Regions from separate parts of the Mus musculus genome. Here regions 2, 3 and 4 are each linked to region 1. A link is a contact called in public promoter capture Hi-C data. All regions are on one chromosome and are shown on one strand. Each heading gives the region's core, a stretch centred on a gene start, on an enhancer-like site or on the middle of the called end of the contact. The rest is flanking DNA. Distances are from core to core; before and after follow the strand shown.

Region 1 (3,365 bases), core at 408-2,907:
CGAGGAGCTGGGGTGGGCACGAGCATTGGGGCAGTGGTGTGTGTGTGTGTGTGTGTGTGTGTGGGGGGGGGGGGTACCCTGAGGACCCGAGTGTCGGGGAGCCGCTGCCCTCTACTGGGCGGTGCGAATGGAGCTGCAGCACGGGCGCCCGCGCGTTCCGGCTCCGGCGCCTGACTCCCTTGCAGCTCGCGGTCACCCGAGGTCCGCAGTGTCCCGCCTGGCGCCGCGTCACGGCATCCAGACTTGAGGTTGGCTCTGCGCCTCCTGACGCCCGCGCGCTCCCACGCACCTGCTTCGGGTGGCTTCTGCCCCTCAAAGGCTGCGACTTGGGAGTGCAGCCCGGTCCCGACCGCTGCATGGACACAGAGGCTTTTGGGTGCAGTTGCAAGACCCGGGAACACTTGTATTCTTTAAATCTCGGGGGGACTTTCATTTCCAACCTCGTTCTCCAAAAATATCGATCTCACCGCAACCGAATAACGCTAAGCCCTCAAACTTGGCTCAGAGAGCAATTATTTTCTACTGTCATGTTTGGTGTTCCATACAGACGTTATTTACATATAATTTTCAAGATTAAGGAATTTAGGGATTTGTCTTAACTAATTACACGTTCACCGAAGTGCAGCAAAGTGAAAACACTGTGTTCCTACTGTAAACGCAAACTCTCTGGTGTGAATAAATCCATTAAAGATGACGATCCTGAAACGCGTGCTTTGGGTCTAGAAGGAAATGTAAAGAGAACTTCCTTCCCCCCACTCCCGGTTTAAATGTGAGCGTTTTTGTTTTTTTTTTTTTTTCTTCTTCAAAACTTAGGAACGAGCGCTCAGTTTCAAGTGCACTGCACGCTCTCAAACTTTCTGCCTGCAAAGACGGAGGCGCGGAGTTGTGTGAACCCCAGAGGAAGTTTCTGGGGTTGTGTCGCAGAAGCATGGTTGGGACAGAGTTGTGCTCCAAGACTTGCCCCAGTCCTGGCGGACGCTGGAGCGGCTCTGAAGGGTGGGGAGGCCGTCGCCACTCGCTGATGTGTCCCGGTGCAAGTTGGGGATTGCAACGGAATGTGTAGGACGTGAATGGGAGTCGCGGCGGCAGCAGCCGCAGGCTCCAAGGCTTGGTGGTCAACCCCCTCCGCCCCCTTTACCACGACACAATTGCACTTCCTTGAATATGAAACACTGTTCACGACCGCTGTGGTCTGGAGGTCCCCCAGCTGGAGCGCATAGGGGAGCGGAGTGAGGTCACCCGCAGCCCCGGCGCGCGGGCTGGCCGGTGGGGTCCCGACCGCCGGCTGTGCAGGTGGGCTCCGCTCGCTCCACCGCGCGCACCGTGCGAAAGAGCGCAGCGCCCGCGCCCCGCTGCCGCAGCGCAGCCCACTGTCCTCAGGCGCGCAGAGCGAGGGGCACCTTATCCTAAAGCGCTGGCCACCGGCGACCGCGACCTTCCCGGGGGCGGGGGTGTTGGGGAGGGAGGGCGCCCTTTAGGTGAGCTGCGGGGTCCGGAGGAGACCCCGCAGCGCCCCCTCGAGGCCGGGCCGCCGTAGGGTCGCAGCGCGGCCTGGGAGGGGGGCTTGTGGCGGGGCGCGCGGGAAAAAGGGTGAGGGGTCGCGAGGGCCCCGGATGCCCGCGCTCGGGCTGTGGAGAGAGAGCGCGGCGCGCGCGCGTCAAGGCTGCCGCCGCCGCCGCCGCCGCGTTTCCCTCAGGCTTCGGACTCCATGGCTGAGGCGGTGGCGGCGGCGGCGGCGGCAGCGGCGGCGGCGCCGTGAGGAGGAAGGAGTCCGCGTCCGCGGTGGCTGAGGCGGCGGCCGGCTCCAGGCCGGGTTTTGGCGCCCGCCCGCCTGCTGCCTCCTGGCGGCTCCTGAACTCCAGCCCCCTCTCTATCAGCCTCTCACTCCGTCTCAATATGTCTCAAGATGGCGGCCAATGTGGGATCGATGTTTCAATATTGGAAGCGCTTTGATTTACAGCAGCTGCAGGTCAGGCTTCTCGGCGCTCGGCCTCGCGCCCGGGGGGTGAGGGCTGCGGGCGGTCGCGGCCTCCCTCAGGAAGGAGGGTGACACTCCGGGCTGCCAGGGCCCTGGCGGGGGTGCTGAGGCGACGGGGGAAAGCAGGAGGGGGGTGCCGGGAGAAGAGCGGGGCCGAGTCGGCGGCGAGTCCCTCGGGCTCCCCGGCTCTCATTGATCACTCGGCTTGATCAGAAATTGATCCTCTTTGTTCAATTCATCGATCAGCCCAAGATGGCGCCGGAGCCGCCAGCCGCCACCAACATCTTTGCCCCCCGGTGTCTGCCCCCTTCAACCCCGGAGGGTGTCTTCCTCCCCACCATCATCGCCATCATCATCCTCATCGTCCTCTCCGCCGCCGCCGCCTACCCCGCGCGCTGTCGTTGTCGCGGGACCCTGGTGGAGAGGAGGGGGGAGCGGCGGTCCCCCCCCCCCACGGGGGCTCAGTGGGAACTCGCGCGCGCTAAAGAGGGGGACGCGCCACGGGGTGGCTCTGGAGGGGTGGCAGGGCTGCAAAGAAGGGGAGCTGCGGGACGCTAGTCCCCCTCGCGCCAGTCACGTCCTTCCTTCCCCCCGGCTCAGCCCCGTCGTATTCCCGGGGAAAGTTTGTGGGGAGTTGCTGGTGGGGGGTGAAGCGCCTGTCTCTCTCTCTCTCTCTCTTTCCTCTGTCTCCTGGAGGAGAGAGTCGCGGACCGCCGCCGCCGCCGCCGCCACTGCCCCGCCGGCGCGGCGGAGCTGGAGCTGGTGGCGCTGTGGTGCCGCCGGCTCCGGGGGAGGGTCAGATCGGCCACCGGCGGCTGGCGGCGGTGGCGGCGACGGCCAGGCTGGCGGGTGGCCCCTTGTCGTGAAGACGGCGGGTGGCTTGGAGCTCCTGGCTGCTCCTTGATCGTTCCCCTTGGGCCCAGCTGCCACCATTCCTCTTTCCACTACTCCCGTAAGGGATTGTCAACCGGTGTCGCCCCGGCCAGGGCACCGGCTACCCGGTGTGGCGGGTCCCTCCCCCACCCCGTTTGTTTACGTCCCGGGGCCAACCCGCAAGCCCCGCGCTCTTTTGTGTGTCTTCTGCGTGAAAGTGACTGCGGAGCTGGATCTGTCCCCCTTTTTTGCGCCCGGGGACTTCCCCGGGAAGGGGTTGTGGGGGAAGCTTTGGAAGGGAAAAACTTGGCTTGCGGGGGGACACCGGTGGGTCGCGCAGAGTGCGGGATCGGCCCGGGAGAAGGGAAAAGGTGCGGGAGAAAGGCTGCAACTTTCCACCGAGCGCAGGCCGCTGCGTGACCCGGTCTCGGAGCGCTTTTCCTCCGGGGTCACCGATCGGTGCAGCCAGACTTAGCTGCGTGTCTCAGGGACTTCCAGGGCTCCCCCCTCGGTG
Region 2 (3,365 bases), core at 382-2,881, 630 kb after region 1:
CGCATGCCTTTAATCCCAGCACTTGGGAGGCAGAGGCAGGCAGATTTCTGGGTTCGAGGCCAACCTGGTCTACAGAGTGAGTTCCAGGACAGCCATGGCTACACAGAGAAACCCTGTCTCGGGGAAAAAAAAAAAAGATATAAAAGAGGCATAGCCAGACGCAGACACATCTGGAAGAGTCCAGAGTGGTCATGACCCTGAACCATGAAGAAAGGGGAACCAGCCAGGAAGCCAAAGGTACAAAAGGAGCAAAACAAGGGGTGGGTAAACAAAAAGTCTGGATTATATAGGGAAGAGCCCCTGGGCAAAGGGCAGCCCCTCCCCCTGTGCCCCAGCTGGCCTGGAGAACCTGGAGGCCAGGTTCACTTTGGTATGTTAAAAGTTAGTCAGCTGCTTGTTGTGGGTTCAAACAGTTGTCTCCTTTTTTTTTTTTTTTTTTTTTTTTTGAGCCGAGTGCTTTGTCTGCTTTGTGTATTGTTGTGTGCTAATGTACAAAGTCATTGGAACTGGGCCGGTGCTCAACGTGTTGAATGGATGAAGCAAAACTCTACAGTCAAGGCCATTGTGTTGGTGCATGCCTATAATTCCAGAACTTCGTCTAGAGTCACCTTAAGAAGTGTAAGACCCTACTTCAAACCAAACAACTCATAAAAACACAATGAAAATAAAATACGCAGTCAAAACTATAGCGGGTGTGCGTTCAGGCAGGCGTTGGTCCAGTTCACTGGAGAGGAAGAAGGGAGTCCCCCAGGGTCAGTCTGCAGGCAGCTACACCATTTAGGGAAAATAGGCAATATACCGGGCGGATATGTGTCATTCTATGATTTCATCCAGTTAAGTCCGATGTTAAAGTGCATCACTGGAGACTGCAACCATGGTGGGTGTGTGTTAGACAGTTGTCCAAGGGTTGCATCATTCACGCGGCCATCTCTAGGACAGGTTCACCTTTTCCATCTTTTCCATGGTGGTGGTTGGGCAGTTTGGATTTACGGTGTCTGTACTTCTTCTGCCTACTTTATATTCGTGTTTTTCCCCTACCCCTCCACCATGACCAGTTACTTCAGTTTCAGAGAGTCCAGATCTAAGGCCTTGACCTTTTCTTTCCTTCCAACTGCCCAGAGGCTATGGGGCGAGGCCGTGAATCAGCACTCGCTTAGGCTAGTGTAGACTGCTTCCCCGCCAGGGGTCCCCAGCGGCTGCGGGTTAGACCCTGCCCCCCATCCGGTCCGCCTCTGCCTGCGCGCAATGCCCACTGGGAGATGTAGTCTCCACCACCCCTTTGTCCTTGGTCTGCTCTGTAATTCAGCTTGCTGCAGGTCAAACTACAATTCCCAGGAGGTCACGCGCCAGAAGCTATGCAAAAAAAAAAAAAAAAAAAAAAAAAAGGGGGGGGGAGAGGCCCCCAGGGGGCAAGGAGAGGTGGGTTTGATGAAGCTGAGGATTTACGGTAAAGTGAAGAAAGGGGCACATTAGGGAGCAGTGTAGTACTGGGGATACACTGAGAAAATCGCAAAGAGCCACCGCGAATGTTCCAGTAGAAGAGAAGCCCAGTAAATGCAGGACCGGGCGGGACCGGGCGGGGCGCGCGCATGCGCGAGTAGGCGGTGACTTTTACGTCACCCGTGTGGGCGGGACCGCAGGGGGTTGTCCGCCCGCGGCACGCATTGGAGCCGCAGCCTCCTTGCGCCGGGTCCCGCGGTCGCAGCTCGTGCCGCCTCCTTCTCCTCCTCGTCTCAGTAGCTTGCTTCGTGGGTCGGTCCCTCCGACACACGAGCTCCAAGCCGCTCCTCTCTTTTCCTGAAGCCCTTCAAGGCGGTCTTCGGTTTCCTTCTTTCCAGCCGATCCTCTTCAGCCCTGTGAAGATGGTGGACCGCGAGCAACTGGTGCAGAAAGCCCGGCTGGCCGAGCAGGCGGAGCGCTACGACGATATGGCCGCGGCCATGAAGAACGTGAGTGTCTCCTCCCCTCCCCCCTGCCTCGCCCCAGCCTCTCCCGACACCGCGTTCCTCGGCGTGGAAGGCATGCTCCAGGGGCATGTTGTCTTGTCACGACTATAGGGTCACCTCTCCATCTCACTCCTTGGAGGGGTTGGGGACGGGGGCTCATGCACCCGAGTGGTGACGCGGCCTCTTTCCCAGCCTCTCCGAGTTCGGGGCTGGGGCGGGGTCTTGCGTGGCTGGTTTCTGCTGTGGGGTGGGGGTCTCTCTGTGACCCTGAATGTCCAGAGACCTGAGTTGGGGGCCGTGCGCATCCTTTGTGCCCCACTTCCCCTCCTCCCAGTTTAGGCGTGGGGGCGGGGGGACCGCATGGATGCGGTTCCTCTTTCTCTCCCTGGTGTCTGGGCGGCGCCTTCCCCATTCACTCAGCAGGTCTCCCAGTTTGCCGCCTCCCCACTCCATCACCCCCCCCCCCAATCTTTCCCACTGACACATCCTTTAAAGACGTTTCGGGAAGAAAAAAAATGTAGGACCCCCTCTCCTAAAAGAAAAAAGAAAAAAAAACCCAGCCTCAATGATGTAAAATCGAAACCACCTTTCTCACGTTTTTTTTTTTGTTTTTTTTTTTTTTAACAAAAGGCTTCCTTTTAACCATTCCCCAAAGCAAGTCTGTTAGGAAGGGAGGGATATGTGTGTTGCTGGCATTCCCATTCATGGCCCTCTATATAGCATCTTCATTTTTCATTTTATTTATTTTCCATTTCAAAGGGTTAACTATAATGCCTTTGAATGTTAACTGACTGAGATATGCAGTTTCTCTTTTAATTGCAGGCACGAGTCTGCAGAAATTCGTTTGAGTGTAAAAAAATATTCTGTCTGATCTGATACTGCAAACAAAGCGGTGGTGGGAGGCAGTATCAAGTCATTCCAGAAGATTCTGCATTTGTCATATTGCAGAGAGCCTAGACTGGGTGGAGGCTGGGAGGATTTATTTTAAAGGGGAAAAAGTCTTTTTAAAAGAATTTTTTTTTTTTTTGTTAAATGTATCCGAGGCTTTTTTTCTTCTGACCTAATGTATCCTCGTTCTGACGAGAAGGGAATACTGTCGCATTTTTGTCTGAGATGCAAAATCCTAACTAGTTGCACCATTTTGTCAGTTACTCTCAATTTATTAATGAATTGGGGACCAGTTTGCCAGCGGGGGTGGGGGGGAGGTGCTCAATATTCCAAAATTCAGTAGAAAAATTACTATTACAGTTTTCAAAAATTAATAATTGGGTTTTCCACTCTGTTAATATCTAACTTCCTATCTTATGTAACAAAGGTTGTTAAATACATCTCTGGTGTAAAGTGGGTGCTGGAGTGCCCCCTCCCTGTTAAACCTTACAAATGAAACCCGGAGAGAGAGAGAGAGAGAGACTATTTAAT
Region 3 (3,365 bases), core at 508-3,007, 570 kb after region 1:
AGCACTGTATGGACTGAGCCATCTCCCTTCAGGGTCCACACCCACCTTCTCCTTGGAACACCAGATTTCAAAAGCTGCAAGGTTAACTTCCCCGCGGCTCTCACCTCCTCTTCACTGAAGAGCTGGCACCAAACTGTCCCTTCTTGATGAAAGCACCAGATCCTCAGAAGCAATAACTTGTCTGAGCTCCCATCTTGATAGGAACAGCAAACAAGAACCCGGCAAATCTGAGGCCTTGCTGACTCAGCCACACCGATTCCGAGGTACCTTTGCCAAAAAGATGATTAAGTCTTCAGTGAAGAATCGGCAAGAGAAAATGAGCGCACAGATGTTGGGTCCCGTGTGCTGTGGCTGGCAACTGGAAATTACCAGGCTTATTTTCCAACAGCTTGGGCAGGGAGCAGAAGCTAGGGACAGTCTTTCTCAGCCCACTCAATTAAACCCTTTCTCAGAAAAGTCTGCGTGAGGACTTCAGAAACCGGTCCCACGGATGGTCCATGAAGGAAATCAACACACCAGAGAGGATAAAAATTTGACCAAAGTCACACAGAAAATAAGCAAAGAGACTTGACACCTTGACCAACTGAAGTCAATCCTGATTCTCGTGGCTACTGGGAACTCTACATCACAGAACTGTTACTTTTGGGTTGTTGGGGGTTTTTTTGTTTTGTTTTGTTTTAAGCAGGGGCCACAGTATATAGCTTAGGGCTGGACTGGAACTCCTGAGTCTCCAGCTTCTGCCTCACAAGTGCTGAAATTACAGTCATAAATCACCACACCTGGCTAGCACTCTTTTGGGGAGTGAGAGGGATGTAATATAGTATCTTGTGATGAAGCACAGGCAAGCTTTAGCTACCCGCAAACCTTTGTCTCCCAAATACTGGGATTATAAATGTGCAACACATTGCTGGGCTCTCTAGAATTTTAAAGGGGCTAAGACGGCACGGAGAAAAGAGAGTTCATTAAAGGTCTTGCCTGTGAACACATTCCCATTCATGCCACTGTGGAGGCAAAGCTAACGCGGGCAACCCTGCAGCTGTGTGAGGGATAGGATGAAAAGCGGAGCTTCAAAACAGAGACACCCCAAAGTGCCCCAGAGACCCAGTCTGACACAGACCGAGAATGGAAAGGCAAACGCCTCCAAAGTCCAACTCTCTCAGACAGTGGTGGATCCCTATCGCCTGGATGTAACGCCCCCACACACACACAAACGCTCCAGGACTGAAACTGACCCCTCAGGGAGCCAGGGTAGCAATAGCCTCACTGCTCTTCCAGGTCCTGTAGGACTCAAACTGCCAGGGATGCGACCCCTGTCTCTGCAAAAAATAGGGCTCTTACCACACCCAGCCCAGTCCCCAACGCTCAGAGCGTCCCAACTGCGACTTCCCGCCTCCAGGACCCTGGTACCGAGGTGCCCAGGGCTCCCAACGCCCCCAGGACTCACCCATCCCGCCGGCACGGCCCTCCCTCCTCGCACGACCGCCCCCTTCCGGTCTCAGCTTGGCTCAATAGCCCCCTCTCCTCAACCCACCCACCCACCCTCGGGACCCCAGGCTGGGCGCCAGCAGGTGGCCCGCCCGTCCCGCTCACCGAGTCTGAGGGAAGCAGAAGGAACAGGTTGAGAGGACCGCCGACCTCCGGGCTCAGCTCCGGCTCGGCCTGGGAAGAACCCTCGAGTATGTCTCCGACTCCGAGCCGGAGGCAGCCGGAGTGAAACTCGGCGTCGCAGCCTCCAAGCACCGCGCTGCGCATGTCCACCTCACGCAGTGCCTTCTGGGAAATGTAGTTCTGATGAAGCTGAGTGGGCTGAACCAAAGCACACCAGCAGATATAAATGTACCCAGCCTTCTCTTTCTCCTACTGACTTACTCCCTCGCTAATCACTGATGCATTTGATTTTTAATAATTTTTATATTTCTTTTTATTATGTGTGTATATTCTGGAGGGGGGTGTACTTACAGAGGTCAAAGAACAACTTTAGGAGTCCGTTCTCCGTGTCCACCTTCACGTGGGTTCCACGGATCGAACTCAAGGTGTCAGGCTTGTCAGCAAATGCCTTTACCCTCTGAGCCCTATCGCCAACCCTGATTTTTCCTTTTGTGGTGTTGAGGATCAAAGTTAATGCAAGCACAGTAGACAAGTGTTCTACTACTAATTAATCCCCAGCTATAAGAGTCCACTTGTAGGGGTGGAAGGGGTCCAGGATCTCATGTACCTCGGAGTGGCTTTGAATTTGTGATGTAAGCCTAGGCTGCTCTTAAACTCTTGAACCTCCTGCCTCTGCTTCCTAATTGCTGAGCTTACAAGCACAGTCTTTAAAAACATAGATTTAAAATTTTTAAATAAGAAAAGAATCTATTAAAAAATGTTAAGCCGGGCGTGGTGGCGCATGCCTTTAATCCCAGCACTCAGGAGGCAGAGGCAGGCAGATTTCTGAGTTCGAGGCCAGCCTGGTCTACAAAGTGAGTTCCAGGACAGCCAGGGCTACACAGAGAAACCCTGTCTCGAAAAACAAACAAACAAACAAAAAACAAAAAACAAAAAAAAAAGTTAAACCTTGGCTTAAGTTGGCCTGGCTCAGTGGTAGAGCACTTATCTATCGAGTAGGCAGAAGACCCTGGATTTGCAAAAGAAGTCCTTAAAATTCCACTTCACAGAGCCTGTTCCATTCCCAGAACCTGCTCCCGGCTCACCAAGCAGAAAAGATGAACACAGCTAGAGAAGTCAAGGAGGCCTGGCCTCAGCAGTGTCACTGAGGAGCAGGGGTGCTTGCTACTGTTTTGCTTGGAAAGGCAGAATTGTGTTGCTTCCTGCCTCTGCTAATTGGTCTCCATCTGACACTGCAGAGGGACAGTCTGATAAGACACAGCTGCTTTGCTCATTATTTCTGATGAATGGATGGCACCTGGCATTTCCTAGTGCCGATGGTAGCCACCAAGGACCCACGTATAATCTATACAGCCAGAAAGATCTTAATGACTTCACAGCCCAAAGAAAACGTGTCTGTCCCCAAAAGCTCTACATAAGTCCCTCCTAGTGGAAGTAGGGGGATTTTTTGTTTATTTGTTTTGGAGACAGGGTGTCTTAGCACCTGGCTTCAGAGATGGCCTGCAACTACTAATCCCCCTGTCTCACCTTCTGAGATTGCAGGTGTGTACTGTTGTTCCCAGCTATAGAGGAGGACCAGGCAGGGGGAGCGGGGGGGGGGGGGGGGGGGGTTACCCAGGGCTTCCTGCACACTAAGCAAGCTCTCTGCTGACTCAGGCATATCCCCAGCCCTCCTAGCCTTAAATGGACTCCTGTCTGCTGATTTCCATTTTGCATCCATGAACTTACAAATAAGGACTCCTATTTTTTATTATTCT
Region 4 (3,365 bases), core at 513-3,012, 530 kb after region 1:
GGGCTCCTGACAACCCACCTGTAAGGGCCCTGGCTGGGGAGGGGGGCGTTGCAATAGGGTCGCTGGTAACAGCCAAAATCATTGCCCACCCGAAGCACGGGGACACCTCCACTGCCACCGGTCAGGTCCTCACATGGCAGCTGATCCAGGGACAGGGGTAATGTCATATAGTGGCCGTCAGTCAGCAGCTGTGGGAAGGTCGGGATCTTAGCAGCAGTCTGTGGGTTCTGAAAGTCCCTGGAGGCTGGAGGAAAAAGGGACAGATAGAGGCAAGAGCAGGCTGTGGCCCTGTTAGGTCTATTAATAAGATAGGCGCTTGTGGCCAAATCTGCCGACCTACGTTTGATCCCCAGGACCCACAGGTTGGAAGGAGAGACCTGACTCCCTCAAGCTGTCCTCTGAATTGCCCACGATCACGTCTGGACTGCTACATACAATAAATAAGCAAGTGCAAGACAGTTATTTTAAAGGAATAGAGAGCAGCGGACTGCTTCTGTCCCAGGAAGCGATCTGCAGAGGGCGTGACCCCACTTCCCCAGGTGACATAATGGGTCTCGATCCCCATCGGGGCTCCAACAACTCAGGATCACACATGAGATATTTACATTAAAAATTCGTATTGGTAGCAAAATTACAGTTATGAAATAGCAATGAAATAATTTTTTTGTTGGGGTGGGGGTCACCACAGCATGAGGAACTGCGTTGAAGGGGCGTCAGCATTAGGAAGGTTGTACTTGCCTAGCAATGCATAAACCCTGGCCTCTATCCCTGGTACCACATGGACTGGCATGGTTGTGCATGCCCACCGTCCCAGCAATTGGAAGGTGGAGGCAGTAAGCTCAGAAGTTTAAGGTCACCTGGGCTACAGCAGACCCTGTCTCAAAAAAAAAAAAAAAAAAAGGACAGGCTTTGCCCACCTTGTGCTCAACACATCCCTGGCTAATCTAATCTACAGTCCTGACCCTCACACCCAGAGACAAGGTCAATGTTACCATCCACCCAGATCCTCGGGTATCTCTTCTCAGCCCATGCCCTCACCCCAAGACCCCAAGTCCTCAGCACGCACCATTGCTGAAAGCCACCACTAGCCAGATGGTGTCCTTAGTTGAGACATGCTCATCAAAGACGCACCGAGGCTGCTCCAGAGAGAATGTAGTGGCTGTGATCTTCCCTTCCAGGTCCCAGGCTGTTATCTGCGGCACGTAGGCAATCAGGTCTATAGCCATGGGGGACAAAGGTGAGAATCGAGATAAGCACTGCTGTTCTGTGGGGCTCCCCCTCCCCTCCCCGATTCTCTCGGTCCAGGAGGTGTAATAGGTTCCCAGAACCCTAGGTTTGGCTAAGGGCATCCATTGCAAGAGCTCCACTCACCTAGACTCAGGCTTTGGGGGAGCCACACGAGCACCAGGAGAAGCAGGGGCGGCGGAGGGTGAGGCTGCCACCGCGTTCGCACCATGACTGCCACAGCACTTGATCAGGCCTGACCAGGCTTAGGGGCTGGTCCTGTCTCACCCCACCTCCGACACCTCTGGCCTACAGTTGCTGGTCACTTGGACTGCCAGGAGAACAGGAAAGACCTGAACCTATGAGCTCACCCCTCCCTGCTCCCAGCCCACCCCAGGGAGGGGCTCAGTGGGCTCCTGAACAGGGGCCCCACTCCAGAACTAAGGGAGAGGAGCCATTTAGGGTTGGCCTTCACGTGACCCCCCAGTCACCTCCATCCCAAAGCTGATGTCTAAATTGTGGTACCACCTTACTCCCTGGCCCTGGGAGGGAGACTCCCCTCCTCTATCTGGGCCCAGAACCACATGCCTAGGATTCCTGAACTCTGGGTGCCAGGAGCCACCCTCTGGCCATCCATCCTTATCCAGGAAGTGAGGAGAGGGGAGAGCCTGTGTGGTAGGCTGGCCCTGACCTAGTCCAGCCCCAAAGCAGCTCCCAGACACTGCCTGCCCTCCATGTAGCCTGTGCCCAAGGAGATATGTCTTCCCCAGCTCGGAATGTCCGTTCCTTCTCCAGTGGAAGCACTAGTCCTCCGAAAGGACGGGACAGCCTTTGGTGACTGACAAACATTTTGTTTATACAAACCCTACAAGTCCTTTTTGTTTGTTTGTTTTGTTTTGTTTTGTCGAGACAGAGTTTCTCTGTGTAGCCTTGGCTGTCCTGGAACTCACTTTGTAGACCAGGCTGGCCTCGAACTCAGAAATCTGCCTGCCTCTGTCTCCTGAGTGCTAACCCTACGAGTCTTATTCTATGTCGTTTTAAGTTTGTTTGTCTGTTTTTGAGACAGGTTCCCATGTAGTACAGACTAGCCTCAAACTCACTATATAACAGAAGATGACTTTTGAACTCTTTTTTTTTTTTTTCTTTTTTCCTTTTTTGGTTTTTCCAGACAGGGTTTCTCTGTGTAGCCCCGACTGTCCTGGAACTCACTCTGTAGACCAGGCTGGCCTTGAACTCAAAGGTCCACCTGCCTCTGCCTCCCAAATGTTGGGATTAAAGGCGTGTGTCTCTCTCTGCCTGGCAGTCTTTGAACTTTTGATGCCCCTGTGATCACAGATAGGCACTGCTAGCTTCTGCAAGCAACCTGGCAACCAAACACACACACACACACACACACACACACACACACACACACACACACACCCGCTATAAGACCCACAGACCAGTGACCCTGTGTGTGTGTATGCTTTTCAAACAGATCTTGCTAAGAATCTCTGGCCAACTAGGAATTCTTGCTGTGTAGTCCAGGCTGGCCTTGAACTCATGATCTTCTTGCCACCTTTTTCCAAATTCTGGGATTCATGTGTGCACTACTACAGCAGCATGAATGTGCCTTTTTTGTTTGTTATTGAAGACCTGGTTGGTACACAGTTCCTTGCATCCATGCTGATGTAGTCACCTTTCCATTGCTATGACAAAACACCATGCCCAAGGCGACTTATAAAAGAAGCATTTAGTTGGGCTTGCTGTTTGGAGGGTTAGAGTCCATGATGGTGGAGCAATGGCGTGGCAGTAGAAATACGCAAAAGCTCACATACTGATCCTCAAGTAGGAGATAGAAAGAAAACACTGGAAATGGCTTTAAAAACTCCAAAGTCCACCCCTAGTGACACACTTTCTCCAACAAGGCCACACCTCCTAACCCTTCCCAAACAGTTCTACCAAATAGGGACCAAGTATTCAAACATATGAGCCTATGGGGGAATTCTCATTCAAACTAACACACATACACACACACACACACACACACACACACACACACACACACACACACACACGCCTCCAACCCCTCCCTGGGGGATTCTAGTCAGGGGCTCTACCACTGAGCCTCACCCCAGCCCCTCCCTGGGGGATTCTAGGCA

The links. Promoter capture Hi-C pulls out the DNA fragments that hold promoters and counts their contacts. Capture Hi-C pulls out chosen DNA fragments and counts their contacts.
Region 2: a promoter capture Hi-C map of pre-B cells shows a contact between it and region 1, with 2.9 times the contacts expected there. The contact joins the promoter of Ywhag here to the promoter of Cux1 in region 1. A contact is called at or near these places in 1 of 39 promoter capture datasets (pre-B cells) and 1 of 115 datasets of contacts at active chromatin or transcription factors (memory CD8 T cells).
Region 3: a contact with region 1 is called in a promoter capture Hi-C map of pre-B cells, with 4 times the contacts expected there. The contact joins the promoter of Dtx2 here to the promoter of Cux1 in region 1. A contact is called at or near these places in 5 of 39 promoter capture datasets (cranial neural crest, liver, neutrophils and 1 more) and 1 of 484 Hi-C or Micro-C datasets (embryonic stem cells).
Region 4: a contact with region 1 is called in a promoter capture Hi-C map of adipose tissue. The contact joins the promoter of Upk3b here to the promoter of Cux1 in region 1. A contact is called at or near these places in 3 of 39 promoter capture datasets (hippocampal neurons, neural stem cells and pre-B cells) and 1 of 9 other capture datasets (adipose tissue).

The regions. Positions count from the first base shown.
Region 1 is chr5:136,565,782-136,569,146 of GRCm38.p6, reverse strand. It overlaps Cux1 (cut-like homeobox 1), which reads left to right and starts at 1,657. Exons shown (of 23, transcript NM_001291234.1): 1 at 1,657-1,969. The coding sequence starts at 1,907.
Region 2 is chr5:135,932,907-135,936,271 of GRCm38.p6, reverse strand. Ywhag (tyrosine 3-monooxygenase/tryptophan 5-monooxygenase activation protein, gamma polypeptide) reads left to right here and starts at 1,631. Exons shown (of 2, transcript NM_018871.3): 1 at 1,631-1,949. The coding sequence starts at 1,863. Gm40346 (a long non-coding RNA gene) reads left to right here and starts at 1,956. Exons shown (of 2, transcript XR_868594.2): 1 at 1,956-3,365.
Region 3 is chr5:135,993,192-135,996,556 of GRCm38.p6, reverse strand. It overlaps Dtx2 (deltex 2, E3 ubiquitin ligase), which reads right to left and starts at 1,757. Exons shown (of 11, transcript NM_001256096.1): 1 at 1,591-1,757; 2 at 105-267.
Region 4 is chr5:136,036,893-136,040,257 of GRCm38.p6, reverse strand. It overlaps Upk3b (uroplakin 3B), which reads right to left and starts at 1,762. Exons shown (of 6, transcript NM_175309.4): 1 at 1,372-1,762; 2 at 1,067-1,216; 3 at 19-244. The coding sequence starts at 1,456.